Regions from separate parts of the Sus scrofa genome. Here region 1 is linked to region 2. Evidence: chromatin contacts called from public HiChIP or PLAC-seq data. All regions are on one chromosome and are shown on one strand. The core of a region is the stretch at or near the end of the contact, and the rest is flanking DNA. Distances in the headings are between cores, read along the strand shown. Region 1 overlaps TMIGD3 (transmembrane and immunoglobulin domain containing 3). Region 2 overlaps RAP1A (ras-related protein Rap-1A).

Region 1 (7,723 bases), core at 2,219-4,718, 170 kb after region 2:
AGGGCTGATGAGAGCATTTGTCAGCTTTATGAACAGTTCATCAGGTGTTAGAGAAGAGACACTGCTTATCCCATTGCGCCATAGCAGGAGCGTCCTGGTGTTTTATTTTAATAGGATTAGTGGAAGCACGGCAAAAAGAGACACTGGGTAACCATCATTTGTTGAGCACTTTCTATGTACTAACCATTTTGTATACATTATCTCTTTTTTTTTCTTTTTTAAAAATTGAGGAGTTCCCATCGTGGCGCAGTGGTTAACGAATCCGACTAGGAATCATGAGGTTGCGGGTTCGATCCCTGCCCTTGCTCAGTGGGTTAACGATCCGGCATTGCCGTGAGCTGTGGTGTAGGTCACAGACACGGCTCGGATCCTGCGTTGCTGTGGCTCTGGTGTAGGCTGGCGGCCGCAGCTCTGATTGGACCCCTAGCCTGGGAACCTCCATATGCCGTGGGAGCGGCCCAAGAAATGGCAAAAAGACAAAAAAAAAAAAATTGAAGTACAGTTGATTTACAACGTTCTATTAGTTTCACATGCACAGCACAGTGAATCAGTTATACACACCCACACCCACACCCACACACACACACAAATCTGTTCTTTTTCAGATTCTTTTCCCTTATAGGTTACTATGAGATGTTAAGTACAGTTCCCTGTGCTATACGCTAGATCTTTGTTGGTTATCTATTTTATATATGGTAGTCTGTGTATTTTAATCCCAAACCCCTAATTTATCCCTCCCCCGGGGCGTGCATTATCTCTTTTGGCCCTCACAGTCTTTGAGGTCCCACCATTATTATCAGCGCTATTTTGCAGAAGAAAAAAACTGAGGCACAGAGAGGTTAAGTAACTTGTCCACGATCACACAGTTAACAAGTAGGAGAGCCAGGATTTAAATGCAGCCCTGGAGTTCCCGTCGTGGCTCAGTGGTTAATGAATCCGACTAGGAACCGTGAGGTTGCAGGTTTGATCCCTGGCCTCGCTCAGTGGGTTAAGGATCTGACGTTGCCCTAGCCTGGGAACCACCATGTGCCACGTGTGTGGCCTTAAAAAGACAAAATAAATAAATAAATAAACACAGCCCTGCCTTGTGAGAGAGCCCAAGCTTCTTGCTACTCTCCGTAGACATGCAGAGGGACCTGTAACTTCTACAAAGTCCAAACTCTTAAGTTCAGCTTAGGTACAATGAACAGACACCTGGGTACAAACTCTGGTTTGTATAGTCACAGACTGCTGGGGTTTTGGCCTTAGCTACGATTGCTGATCTCTCATTAATCAGGACATCAGACAGCAACAGAGTTCTGGTCACTTCATTCGGGTACTGAGTGTGGCTCTGGAGATTCGAGGTGGCACCTCGGAGGGGGCTCTTCAAATCGGCAGCTGTGGCCCGTCACCCCCAACAATAAATGTATTAACTTGATGAAGAGCAGCAGGATGGAGATTTCAGTTAAACCACATCAAAGAGGATAAGTGTACGGAAAACATTTTTTTTTTCTCTCTCTCAATGAATTCTTAGCCAATATCCTGCAAGTTTATCCTACCGCTGATCTTAGGCCAGAGTCTGATAACCATGTTTATCTTGTTAACATTTCACTGCAGGGAAGTGTCCTGTGTCGCGCCTTGTCGGCCCAGGAAGGATCAACTCTATCTGGGATGTTTAAAAGCCCACATGCACTTTTGTGCTAGTACCAGGCGGAGTTGGGCACCCCAATAGCCATGGCCTGGTGCCATTCCCAGTCCTCTGTTCCGGGCAGAGGAGCAGGGTGCACCCCACCATTTCTGGGGGTTCCTGGACATGGGAGGGTACTTTTGTCCTGATAAGCTCCCTGTCAACATTTTGGGGTAGTTTTTGCTTTCAAAAAAACAAACCTTCCCCGCCTCCAATTTTTTTTCTTAACGGTACCCTCTTGTTTGATTTAAGGCTTTTCGCCCTGAATTAATTTTTGTGTTTAGTTAAAATGCCCCTCAGGACCAGGCCCTGGGTTTACACTGGGGCACCGGGTGTCCCTGGCACACTGTTCTGCCCAGGACTCGCCTTTGCCCCGTGGGGAGACTCGAGGGCAGGGCTGGCTGGTTCTCAGGCTGTAGCAGCACTTGGAACTTTGCCCTTTTTGGAAACTTGAGTTGAAGTGTCTGCTTCCCCCCCAAAGAGAACAGCAGTCCATCCCAGATCATGCGGTGTCCTCAGACAAGCTGTATTTCCTGAGTTTCAGAAAAACATCCCCCCCCTTCTCTTCCTCCTCTTCTCTCTTCTCCCTCTTTTCTTTCCATGGGAACCTCTTGAGTGAAGGGGCTCTGCCAGCCCAGAAGAGGCCCTTACGGTGAAATGGCTTTTGGTGTGAGCTCAAAAAAGATGAACCGGAGTTTCCATTGTGGCTCGGTGGGTTAAGAACCTGACTAATATCCATGAGGACACAGGTTTGATCCCTGGCCTCGCTCAGTGGGTTAAGGATCCAGCGTTGCTGTGAGCGGTGGTGTAGGTTGCAGAGGCAGCTCGAATCTGACATTGCTGTGGCTGTGGCGTAGGTTGGTGGCTACAGCTCCAATTCCATCCCTAGCCTGGGAACTTCCATGTGCTGTGAGTGTGGCCCTAAAAAAAAAAAAAAAAAAAAAAAAAAAAAGATGAACCAAAACTCACTGGTAAGGAGCTGGACCAGAAGCAGCGAGACCCACTCTGGTTTCAAGTTTAGAGATTAGTGTCCCAGGAGTTTTGCCAAGTCTGCCTCCTGCCCAGCTCCCTCCAGCTAAACATCAGCATGAGCGGCTGCTGGGCTTTCATTTTAAAAGGAACACGGTGAAAAGACCACCCAGACCAAACCGAGGTTGGCTCCCTCCTCCTCCATACGAATTCGCTAGAACAAAGGTTGATGTTAAGTCTCTGGGCTGATTTACTCAATTTATTTTTTATTTTATTTTATTTTGCTTTTTTGCTTTTCAGGGCTGCACCCACAGCATATGGAGGTTCCCAGGCTAGGGGTCAAATCGGAGCTACAGCCATTGGCCCACACCACAGCCACAGCAACACGGGATCCAAGCTGCATCTGCACCCTACACCACAGCTCACAGCAATGCTGGATCCTTAACCCCCTGAGCGAGGCCAGGGATCGAGCCTGCAACCTCATGGTTTCTAGTTGGATTAGTTTCCACTGTGCCGCAATGGGAACTTCAATTTACCCAATTTTTTTAATCAAGTCAACTGTGGAAATGAGTGAAGCCCAACCAAGTGAGAGAAGCACAGGCTATTTATTCTGAGCTTACGATAGCACGGGAGTCAGCCGCCACCCCTTGCTTTTTGGCAGAGACTCAAAGGCAGGCCAAGGAGTGGGGTCCTTCTACGTTGTAGAAAAAAGGCTGCAGGTCCATCCTGACTGGAGCCCATCGGCCTGGGGGGCCTGCAGGCGGGCTGAAGTGGGGCATCCTTGTGTGACTGCTTAGGGGGGTTGGCTTTTTCTGGTTGGTCCCTCATTGGACAAAAATTAGGGAAGCGCTCAGTGATTCATCAGGTCCTGGCCACTCGAGGCCAATTGTTACAAGGACTATTGTTTGGCTCACCGGATTGTTCTTGGGAATGATGGTCTCACTTCCTATAAGTCTGGTTTACATCAGGCTGGCTTCCTGGGCCAGTTACTATAGATAAGGGGCTGGTTTCCTGGGCTGGTTGCGGGCCAGAGTTCTATTTTTATATGTGGTCTGGCCACGGTCCCTCTGAATGTTCAGTTTCTAAGCAACAAATGCACATTTTCTAGAGAAACCCTGCCCTTAGATACTGTATGGGATGATGGGAATAAGAAAATTAGGCTGCATCTTGCCCCAAGTGCTCAGGTGACATGGCAGATGTAAAAGGCCTTTGTAAACTCCAAAGGGGTCCATAGTTTTGCAGTTGTTGCTACTGGGGAAGCAGAATCAAGTGATGGAAAGAATATTTTTTTCTTTTCAGATTCAGCACCCCCCACCCCCTGGTGGCTACCCTAGCTGTGTGAACTCAATCTTAGCCATTACTTAAACTGAGCCTCCATCTTTCTCATTTGTAAGATGAAACTAATAATACCTGTGTCAAAGGAAGGGGCTCTACAATGGCGTGAATGCCAGGAGGCATCTCAGAGGCTGACTATGGCAAGGTCACTGTCACCTTGGAAAAAGCCTAACAATTATTTCCCTCTAGCATCAGCTACCTAGTCACTGTCCAAATTTTCTCAATGGTTTGCTTCAGCCAGGATCCAAAAAAGTTCCACGTGTTGCAGTCGTGTCAGGGTGTCTCTTAAGCCGCCTTTCATCTGTAGATTCTTGCACCCTTCCTTTTTCTCCCCTTGTAGTTTGATTGTTGACCTCATAAAGGTCTCATGAGGAAGAGATGAGGCAATAGAGGCAAAGTCCCTGCAATGATGCAGGTGAAACAAGAACTGTGATGCTGGCCCGTATGCTGACTTGGTGTGAATTAGACACAGGGTCCTCTTCTGCAGGAAAGGACGTTCTTCAAAACCTGGGCAGCCACCCACTTCTGGCCCTTGATGAATAATTGTCGCTCTGGGACGTGCTGAGTAAGCATTCCGCTGAAGTTCACCCGAGGGTGGTTCTATAATTCCAACTTTAAAAATCAGGGAGCTCCCCTTGTGTTGCAGAGGAAACCAACTCCACTGTGTATCCATGAGAATGCAGGTTCAATCCCTGGCCTCCCTCAGTGGGTCAGGGATTTGGCATTGCCATGAGCTACGGTGTAGATCGAAGATGCGGTTCGGATCTGGAGTTGCTGTGGCTGTGGTGTGGGCTGCCAGTTGCAGCTCCTCTAGCCTGGGAACTTCCATATGCTGCAAGTACAGCCCTAAAAATCAAAGCAAAACAAAAAAAAAACTTTAAAAATCAGTGGCCAGGTCATATGATTCCCATTAAGAATCAGGGGAAGCTTCTGCTGCATAGACAGAGAGCCTTGATCTGGCTCTGCCCAGGAAAATCTTCAGGATGTCTATAGGCTGCGGCCTGGCTGCTGGTGCCCAAACACCCACACTTTCATCTGCTCACATGCTCCAGATGCCAGGCACATCTGCCACTGACAGCTGCAGGCTCCAGCCCCAACCCACTCCCCAGATGAGGCTGCAGTGGTCACTGGGGAGGCAGGGTAGTTATGAATCTCCGTCCTAGTCTTCCTCTCAGCTGAACAGGAACTGGGCCTCCAAGAGTTGTGGACAGACAAGAGGCCTGGCCTCGGGTGACACCTGGACCACTGGCAGGACAGCACAGTCACAAAGCCGAGTACGTGCTGGTGAGGTTATGTGTGCACATGCTCTTCTGCGTGTGGACAAGGCCTTGTGTTCCAGAGTGGATTTATCTAAGAGGGGGATCTCCATTGTTTGGGCTCTGCTGGGAAGCCCAGAATTTTCTCAGTTGCCCCACATTACTATAGAAGTAAGCTTATGTCCATGTATGGCATCCCTCTGACGAGGGACCCTTGTGCAGTGCACAACCCAGATACCTGTACATAGTGGCACTTCTTGGATTAACTGGTTGGTCCTCCTTTCCCATGGTCTCTCCAAACAGGATGAAACCATCTTAAGCTCCAAGACGTCTGTTTCTTTTAAACAGATCCAGAACGCCGAAGACCCCCTGGGTCCGTCTGGTCATCCCAGTTGAAGGTTCACTTCCTTCCAGCCATGGGGCTCTTCATTCTGCTCTCCTTGACTGTCGTTTCAGGTAAGAGATGGGGAGGGAACATCTCCAGCCTCAAGCTTCCCAGCGACCTTGCATTGCCTTCTCCTTTTCTACTTGGAGTTTCTGCTTATTAGCTCAACTCACCAGAAGGACCAGGCTGGGAAAATAAAAGGAGGTGAACTTAGGTCTGGTCCAAATGAGTTCTTTGTTCTTACCTCTCATAAAAGCGCAGTGGGGAATTGGAAACCCTCAGCTGAAATGAAGGCTCTGTATTCTCCCTTTCAGTTTAAGGTCCCTTCCCTCCCCCTTCTCCCCTTGAACACGTTTGTGCTGATGTGTGAGGATGGGACTTTCCACTTTGTGTCCATGCCTGACCCCAAAGATGAGACTCAGAGGACCAGGCTGGCCCCCGCTCCACTGCCCTCTAGCCTCGTGACCTTTGGGAGTTACCGTGCCTCTGCTTTGCACGAGCTTCCTCACGGGGTTGATATGAGAACAAAATATCACATCATGTCAAATGATATCGGAGAGCCCAGCCTGCTCTGTAGGCTGGTCCCACCCAGTGTGGGCTACGGTTGAGGCAGCATTTGAGGGGAACCGAGCAGGCGTCTGGAAGGCTGAAGAAGGCGTGGGCTCTGTAGCCCATCAGGTCTCCTTGGTCAGACACTTCCCCAGCCACGGTCAAGCTGGACGGAGTGGGCACAACTTCCTCGTGATGCAACATCCTGAGACAGCAGAGGTGTCCACACCAGTTTTGCGTGGAGGAAATATGAAGTTCTTAGCCCCTGAGGACAGGGCAGAGTCTGACTCCTCTGTTTTCAGCCCAACACAGCCAGCAGAAGCCTCCGAACCACCTGACTTTCTTTTTAAAAAAAATGGAAGTTCAGTTGATTTGCAATGTTGTGATGGTGTACCGCAGAGTGATTCGGTTTTACATACATACCTGAAAATACCTGTGTGTATATATGTATGTATATATATACATGTATGTGTGTAGACACACACACACACACACACACACACATTCTTTTTCAGGCTCTTTTCTGTTATAGGTTATTACAAGATATTGGATAGAGTTCCCTAGTCTATACAGCAGGTCCTTGTTGTTTATCTGTTTTATGCCCAGTACTGTGTATCTGTTCACCCCAAACTCCTCTTCCTCCCTCCACTCTTTCCCCTCTGGTAACCATACATTGGTTTTCTCTGTCTGTGAGTCTGTTTCTGTTTTAATCTTCCTTTCTTTCTTAGTGGGGGCCAAGGTGGAGTGGGGGGCCGGGAGCCTCCATTCTTCAAGCCTCCCACCACGCAACATGAAAGCCCCCCAATATCCTTGCAGAAGGGGATCCCATCTGTCACTTACTCTCAGGCCAGGGAAGAAGGCTTCTCCAGGGCTGCCGTGTTGGCTTGCTAGGCCTGCTGTAACGACCCTCGATGGTGTGGCTTAAACCACAGAAATGTGTTGCCTTGCAGTGATGGGGCTGGAAGACAAAGCTCTAGGCGTCGGCAGGTTTGGTTTCTCCTGAGGTCTCTCTCCTTGGCTTGCAGAGGGCTGCCTTCTCACTGGGCCCTCACATGGTCACCCCTCTGTCGTCTGTGTCCTCATCGTCTTTATTAGGACACCCGTCAGGTTGGATTGGGGTCCCTTCTAATTCTCTTGTTTGAACTTAATTCCCTTCTTCAAGGCTCTAAGTCCAAATACGGTCACAGCCCAAAGCACTGGCTGGTCATGAGTCAAAGTATATACTTTAGGGGGACACGATTTAGCCCATAACGGTTGCCAATCCAAAGCTGGCAAAAATCAGCTTCCAATGGTTTAATTAATTCTCCTTGAGGATTCAGGAACTGCAATGTGTCTAAAAAGAGTAATGGGGTGTGTGTGTGTGTGCGTGTGTGTGTGTGTGTGCGTGTGTGTGCGTGTGTGTGTTTTCACAGATGCCATGGTCATGGATGAGAAAGTCAAGGAAAGCTTTGTGCTGGACACAGCTTCCGCCATCTGCCACTACGATGCCCACTATAAGGACCACCGCAAATACTGGTGCCGAGGTTATTTCCGAGACTATTGCAACATCCTCGCCTTCACACC
Region 2 (6,661 bases), core at 3,068-5,567:
ACTCAGAACAACAAATTCTGTGATATCTTTCTGTACAACGTTAAGTTCACGACAGTAACTACTTTGATTTTGGTCGTCTCCACTTGACTTTACAATCTATTCATACATATCTGCATAGGTAATTATTAGAATACAAGGGTGATGCAACACTCTTCACACACCACTTTCTGGTGTATCATTTGGAGGCTCAGCAGGACTTTAAACATATTCTTTAACTTAAACTTCCTCTTTGCCAATAAGGTACATATAAGTGTCCTCATCAGAGCCATCAACATGATTTTATGTAAGAGAAGGAATATGGTTTCTGGGAATTAATTGGTGTTTTCCATAAACTGATAAAGACTGCTTAAAAGAAGACCATTTTTTCTTTTAAAAAAACGTTTTGGGTTGTTAACCTAAAGGAAACAAAAAAGGCACTTATTTGTGCTGCCTAGCAGCTGTAGATTACCTCATTAACGTTGATCTTTGACTTTGCAGAAGATTCTAAAAAGGCACAGTTACACCACTGTCTTGCTAAATTCTGACCCTGTTCTTTGCCAACTACTCGCTCATCTTCCAGGTCACATTTATTGCCAACCAAAATCATTGGAACCTGTGGGAAGGAAAAAACACATAATGAACACTAACATACTAGTTACTCAGCCTCTTATAAGTAAGCAAATACCTGCCACCAACTGAAATGGGTTAGTTAGGACTATGCAAGTGCTTAAAAAAAAATGTTATGTATGTGTGTTGGGGAGAAGGTGGAGGGGGAAGAGACAGAAAAAAATACAGAAGTGATCCCATAACACTGATCTGCTAAATTATTTTACGAATATAATCCCAAAATTCTCATGTGAATAATGCTAACAGCTGAATTCCAACTAGAAAAATCTGAAGGAAAGGGGAAGCGCCTGCAATACAGAGAAGAACGTACACACTGCCCTGTGTTTTAAGTAAGTGCCTCATCTCACAGGACCAATGACTGCCAAAAGCAGTGGCAAGACTGATGCAGTAGTACGTTTTACTCCTGTAACTGATGCCTAGATCTGAAGACCAGCTTAGGTGAGAGATTCAAAAAGAGCAAGAATAAAAATAAAGCCATTGAGCAGCTATGTCTTCATCTAGAACTCAGTCTTCTTTAGTTGATTTCATGGGATAAAGAGATGAACATTACCAGAGGTTCAGTGATTTGCATGTAATTGCCTATGAAAAGAGAACTCTCTTGGATGAATCAGTCACGGGAAGAAAGAGAACTATTCATTAGGTTTACGGTTGGGCATGAGTCATATGGTGCAAATCCTTCCCGCCTACAATATTCCGCACAGCTAAGGTCCTAAGCAGGTGCATATGTTCCCATTAATAATGAGAAAGAACACACAAAAACAGAAAGGAAGGTACGAATGAAATTTTATATTCTAATTTATACAACTTTTGAAAAGGAAATCTCTAGAGACAAAACTGAGACAAACATGTAAAACATACATGTCATCTTTGCAAAAAGGCACAACAATGCTATTGTTCAAAAAGACAGGAATTCTAAAACAGTGTGTTTTACCATTAAAAAATAACTTTAGGAGTTCCCGTCGTGGCGCAGTGGTTAACGAATCCGACTAGGAACCATGAGGTTGCGGGTTCGGTCCCCGCCCTTGCTCAGTGGGTTAACGATCCGGCGTTGCCGTGAGCTGTGGTGTAGGTTGCAGACGCGGCTCGGATCCCGCGTTGCTGTGCCTCTGGCGTAGGCCGGTGGCTACAGCTCCAATTCAACCCCTAGCCTGGGAACCTCCATATGCCACAGGAGCGGCCCTAGAAAAGACAAAAAAAAAAAAAAAAAAAAGGAATTCTACAACTAAAATAAAATTAAAAAATATAAAAACCCAGTTCATTAAAATCTTTACCATAACTCAAAGGATAAAACTGTGAGCAAAAACTGTATCAACAGAATTTTAGAACCAAGGACATACCATGCTCTTCTGACATAACTACCACCTTTCTGAGCCCAACCTGCGTCCCGCCTCTACCACGTGCTCTGGGATGCCTCCTTCTCTACTGCACCTGTGACCCCCACAGCACCATGTGAGTGGTGAGGAGAGAAAGAACTTTATACACATGTCCTCCTTTTCCAACCATCTCAGCATATAATCTGCAGGTAAATTTAGAAAGCTTAAAATTGCTTTTGGTCACAAGGGCTCTTTTAGGCACGTGGAAGATACCCTCCAAATCTTCTGCTGATAGACAAAGGACATTTTTTATTTGGCCACGGAGAGACAGTGGTGTGCTATACATGAGAGAAAAACTTACATCTTCTGTGTCCTTAACCCGTAAAATCTGTTCCCTCAGGTCCTGTAAGTCATTAAACGTGGACTGAGCTGTAATAGAATATACTAGTGCAAACCCTTGGCCATTCTTCATATACAAATCTCTCATCGCTGTAAATTGCTCCTATAATAAAAAATATGCAATTATATAAATATAACTTCTTGAATGTATACTGAAACAATTTAAATCAGAATAATCATACGTAAGCTACTGAATTTTTAATTATGTGTTTTCATGAAGGAAACACAAGACATGATACATGGAGTTCCCTCTGTAGCTCAGCGGTAATGAGCCCAACTAGTATCCATGAGGATGCGGGTTCTATCCCCGGCCTCACTCAGTGGGTGAAGAGTCCAGCGTTACCACAAGCTGCAGCATAGGTCTCAGATGCGGCTCAGATCTGGCACTGCTGTGGCTGTGGTATAGGCTGCACTTGTAGCTCTGATATGACACTGGCCTAGGAACTTCCATATACCACAGGTTAGGCCCTAAAAATAAAATAAAATAAAATAAAAAAATAAAAAATAAAAAAGGTGACAAATGAAGACAATGAAAATAAAAGCAAATACAGAGAACTCAAACCATATAAAAGGCATTTTGTGCCAAGTGATTTATAATCACTATTGCATTTGATCACTACAAGCACCCTATAATGTACTAACGTCATTATACTCATTTAAGGATGTGAAAAATTAGGCTCAAAATAATCCTAAAGACTTTTGGTCAGAAATACATATCTGTCACCAGAGATGTTAAAATGCTAATAAACCTTGAGATGTTAAAAGTGCTACTAAACCAATTTTTAAAAAAATGAATGACCGTGATCTGAATTTAAAATGCCTTTTTTTTTCTTTTCTTAGAAAGCAGTAATAGCACAATTTTTACCTCAATACAGGGAAAAGAAATTCAACACACAGATTCTGCAGATGAGCTCAACATCTAACACTGATATGTGAGCATTAAGTACATCATAGATAGTGCCACCCACATAAGAAAATTTAAGAAGTCCTACACAGAGACCAAGTTCTTAATCAGAATAAATGCTTTTACTCAGAGGAACCGTTCAGGCGACAAAAACCTATTCACAAATTAAAATCGATCACAAAAAGAGAAAACATGCTTACCGTTCCCGCTGTATCCAGGATTTCGAGCATACACTGTTGGCAGTCTACTTCAACTTGCTGTTGGGGTAGGGTGCGGGGGTGGAGGGGGATGAAAAAGTAACATCAAAATGTCAGTCTGTTTTCCTCCCACTTCTTTGCTCAAAGTACCTATTAACAACTACAAAGCCTTTCTCTAGCAGTTTCCTGTATCGGTGGAGATCTAACTTGGTGCTACAATAAAGAACAGGAGGTCTCAAACACATTCTATTAATACTACAAAGCCAGGACTGCTGATGCTGAGTTTAGGCATTTTCTGACCACTATGAACACTGAGTACTGATTTGTGTTGTTATTAAAAGGCAACGGTCATACCCTGTAATTTAAGAAAAACTATAACCAACAGGTATAATTCTAACAGGGGAAAAATGGATAAAGTATGTATATTTATATTCTCTTCAAAACAAAGCACACAAGTACTAAATAGTTCAAAATATAGCCAAGACTGGGAGGGTAAAGAAAACTTTGCCAACTTACCACATTCAAGCTGTTAGAGTTTTACTAAACAATGCCCCAAATTTAACACACAGGAGCATTAATTTAAGAGTTAAAAGGGAACACAGAATAACACTGAACTCCTACAGCTCTCAAGACTTCTACGTCTTTGGAAAAACTGTGTGCATAAGGCAAACTTTTAGATACTGGGTTCTACTTTCCCAGTGTTGCACAGAAGAGAAGGTTGGCCTAAAGCAAGTATCAACTATTAACCGTGTGGACATTTTTTAATAAAGAAGGGATTTAGAAAAGTGTAAAATCTTTGACATTCAAGGTACAGATCTTTGTTTGCAGTTAATGCTTTAACCAGCAACTGATTTGGGGGAAATTTCAGTAATGCAACACTGTCTTCTAAAAATAGACATACTGACCTAAGGACTATTTTAAACTCTGCTTCTGTGTCACATCAGGGATTGATGAGGAGCACGATGGGTAGAGTCCCAAACTCCACTGTTCCATTGTTTACGGGACTAAAGTGATAATAATCTGCCCTCTCTGTGAATGCGTATGTTCAACGAATAATGAATTCACTCTGTGGTTTCTCAATGTACCACCATTTGGTTTCCAATTTACAGATAATGAAACTGCTATTCCGGTAGGCTTGAAGAATTTAATTCAACAGAAATTATAGCACTATTTAAGGTAAATTTTAACATCCAACAAAGCAATTCTTTCTCATTTGTTGGAAGGGAGGTTTAATCTTTTTTTTTTTTTTTTTCTTTAATGTATCGTTGGCTACTAGGCTTTCTTACAACACTGTCTCCCTCCCTACCGCTGCCCCCACCATACTTGGGAAATAAAGACTTGAAAATTCTCCACAATTCCAGCTAGTTTTCTAATTAAATAGAACAGTATTTTTTTGTCAAGACCAACTACTTAAATTTCTTTTCCTTTTAAACAAACTTTACTTTTTAGAAAGCAGTTTTAGGTTCACAGCAAAACAGCAGAAAAAGTAGAGTTCCCACATACCATTTTCCTGTTCCCCGCTAGCCTCCCCCACCATCGGCATCCTGCACCAAAGTGGTACATTTGTGAAAATCAGTGAACCTGCATTTGCACCATTATCATGCAAAGTCCATAGTCTGCAGTTTTACTCTTGATGTTGTACATGCTACAGGTTAAGACAAATGTATGAGGCCATGTATCTACACTAAATTATTACACAGACTCCAACTGTCTAATTTTTTATAGTCTAAAGGTGAAATATCTTTAAAGTTATTATATAATTAAACAAAAATAACTTTCAGTCACTGGATAACCTCAAGTATAAAGTGATCTTAATTTTAGTTCACACAAAGAGTCATCAAAAATATACCTACTATTTATATGCAATTTTTCTATATTAAAAAAAAAGGCCACCAAGAAAATGGGTATATTAAAGGACTGATTACATTAATCAGCGAGAGAATGTGGAGCTCTCTTTAGCTAAGCAATATTCTACGAAAAATACCACGTCTTGGTGAAACTTTTAAAAACAGATACAGAACATTGGGTCATTTCTCAGAACTATTTTTAAAAAAGCAATTCCAGGGATCAAGTTTTAAAGTCATAAGAAACTACTTGTAAGCATGAGCATACACGTTTCACATTTTACCTTTCTGTAGGAATCTTCTATCGTTGGGTCATATTTTTCCACAAAAATTCCCTGAACAAATTGAACGGTCTAAAAAAAAAAAAAGCAGACAAAAGTTAAGGACTTAAAAGAAAAATCAGCCCCTCTTAAATGTTACTTAACCTTGCAAAATCGCAACGATTAAATGAAATTATGTGAAAACTCTGGTAAAAATGCAAATTGTAAAGTATCATTATTTTTCAATATAAGGATACATTCATAATTAAGAGTATACTTAGGAAAGGAAGTGGTTGTGTTAAAAACTGTCAGCAATGCTGCTGCTGACATTACACTGTTAAAATAATTACTACATTAAGTTTCAAAGTACAATGAAGATACAAATAAGATACATATAAGGATATGGATTCTAATTTATTAAAATGTGAAAATTTATCAGTATTTAAAGTCTTATTACTCCTTTATGAATCTGTAGCAATTTTTATCTTATGCCCTCAAAGGAGAGACTGTAAATTTTAAACAGTCTTCAAACAGCCTTTCTAATTGTGGGGGAAAATCAAGTTTTTCTGATTTGCCAGCTGAAATTCAAAAGTATCCCTTCCTGATTTCAAACCCTTGTTCTTTTCATTGGAAGACACTATACACCCATCTTTTTCAGATCATCTACTTTTATCTCTTAAATTTCTATAAGACTAGATATTTTGTCATTCCGTAAATGAAAAGAAGGACAGAAGGTAGTTGCGAGATATTTCCTGAACAGCTGGCACATCACTGCCTAAAAGCAAGGGTAAAAATGTGGCCTGAGGTCATCCACACTACAATTAGCCAGAGGAATATAAATGCACTATTTTAGCTTGAGCTAAATAGATTAACCTGAAGATAGCAAGCTTTTCAACTATCTATAACGGTGGTTCCGTTTCCTCAGCTCTCATTCACTCTTCAACCCATCCAGGATGGCTGTGGCCTCATCACTTTACTGAAGCTGCTTTTATCACATCCGGCTCCCTCTATATTCTCAGAGCATCTCTCTTCTCTTCAGGTGATTTCTGAGTAGTCAAGCAAAGGTACATTCTTTACATTCATGTACAAGATCTATTTTCTATGTTGGATCCTCCAATCCTACCTACTCTTTCAAGGC

The links. HiChIP or PLAC-seq counts read pairs in DNA pulled down with a chosen protein or histone mark.
Region 1: an H3K27ac HiChIP or PLAC-seq map of skeletal muscle shows a contact between it and region 2. The contact joins two enhancer-like sites. A contact is called at or near these places in 1 of 47 Hi-C or Micro-C datasets (epiblast stem cells) and 1 of 2 datasets of contacts at active chromatin or transcription factors (skeletal muscle).

Annotation. Positions count from the first base shown.
Region 1 is chr4:108,857,918-108,865,640 of Sscrofa11.1, forward strand. TMIGD3 (transmembrane and immunoglobulin domain containing 3) reads left to right here. Exons shown (of 8, transcript NM_001243436.2): 3 at 5,575-5,682; 4 at 7,573-7,723. The coding sequence starts at 5,643. Among named protein-coding and RNA genes, the nearest start is that of ADORA3, 7.5 kb to the left of the region's middle. Within about 2 kb of position 3,469, at least 7 of the 83 cell types and tissues checked have an H3K27ac peak or open chromatin away from gene starts, as enhancers often do. A contact at or near this core is called in skeletal muscle, where this site is marked.
Region 2 is chr4:108,685,549-108,692,209 of Sscrofa11.1, forward strand. It overlaps RAP1A (ras-related protein Rap-1A), which reads right to left. Exons shown (of 8, transcript XM_021090035.1): 3 at 5,548-5,616; 4 at 3,423-3,479; 5 at 2,281-2,421; 6 at 449-592. The coding sequence starts at 3,452. Among named protein-coding and RNA genes, the nearest start is that of FAM212B, 38 kb to the left of the region's middle. Within about 2 kb of position 4,318, at least 8 of the 83 cell types and tissues checked have an H3K27ac peak or open chromatin away from gene starts, as enhancers often do. A contact at or near this core is called in skeletal muscle, where this site is marked.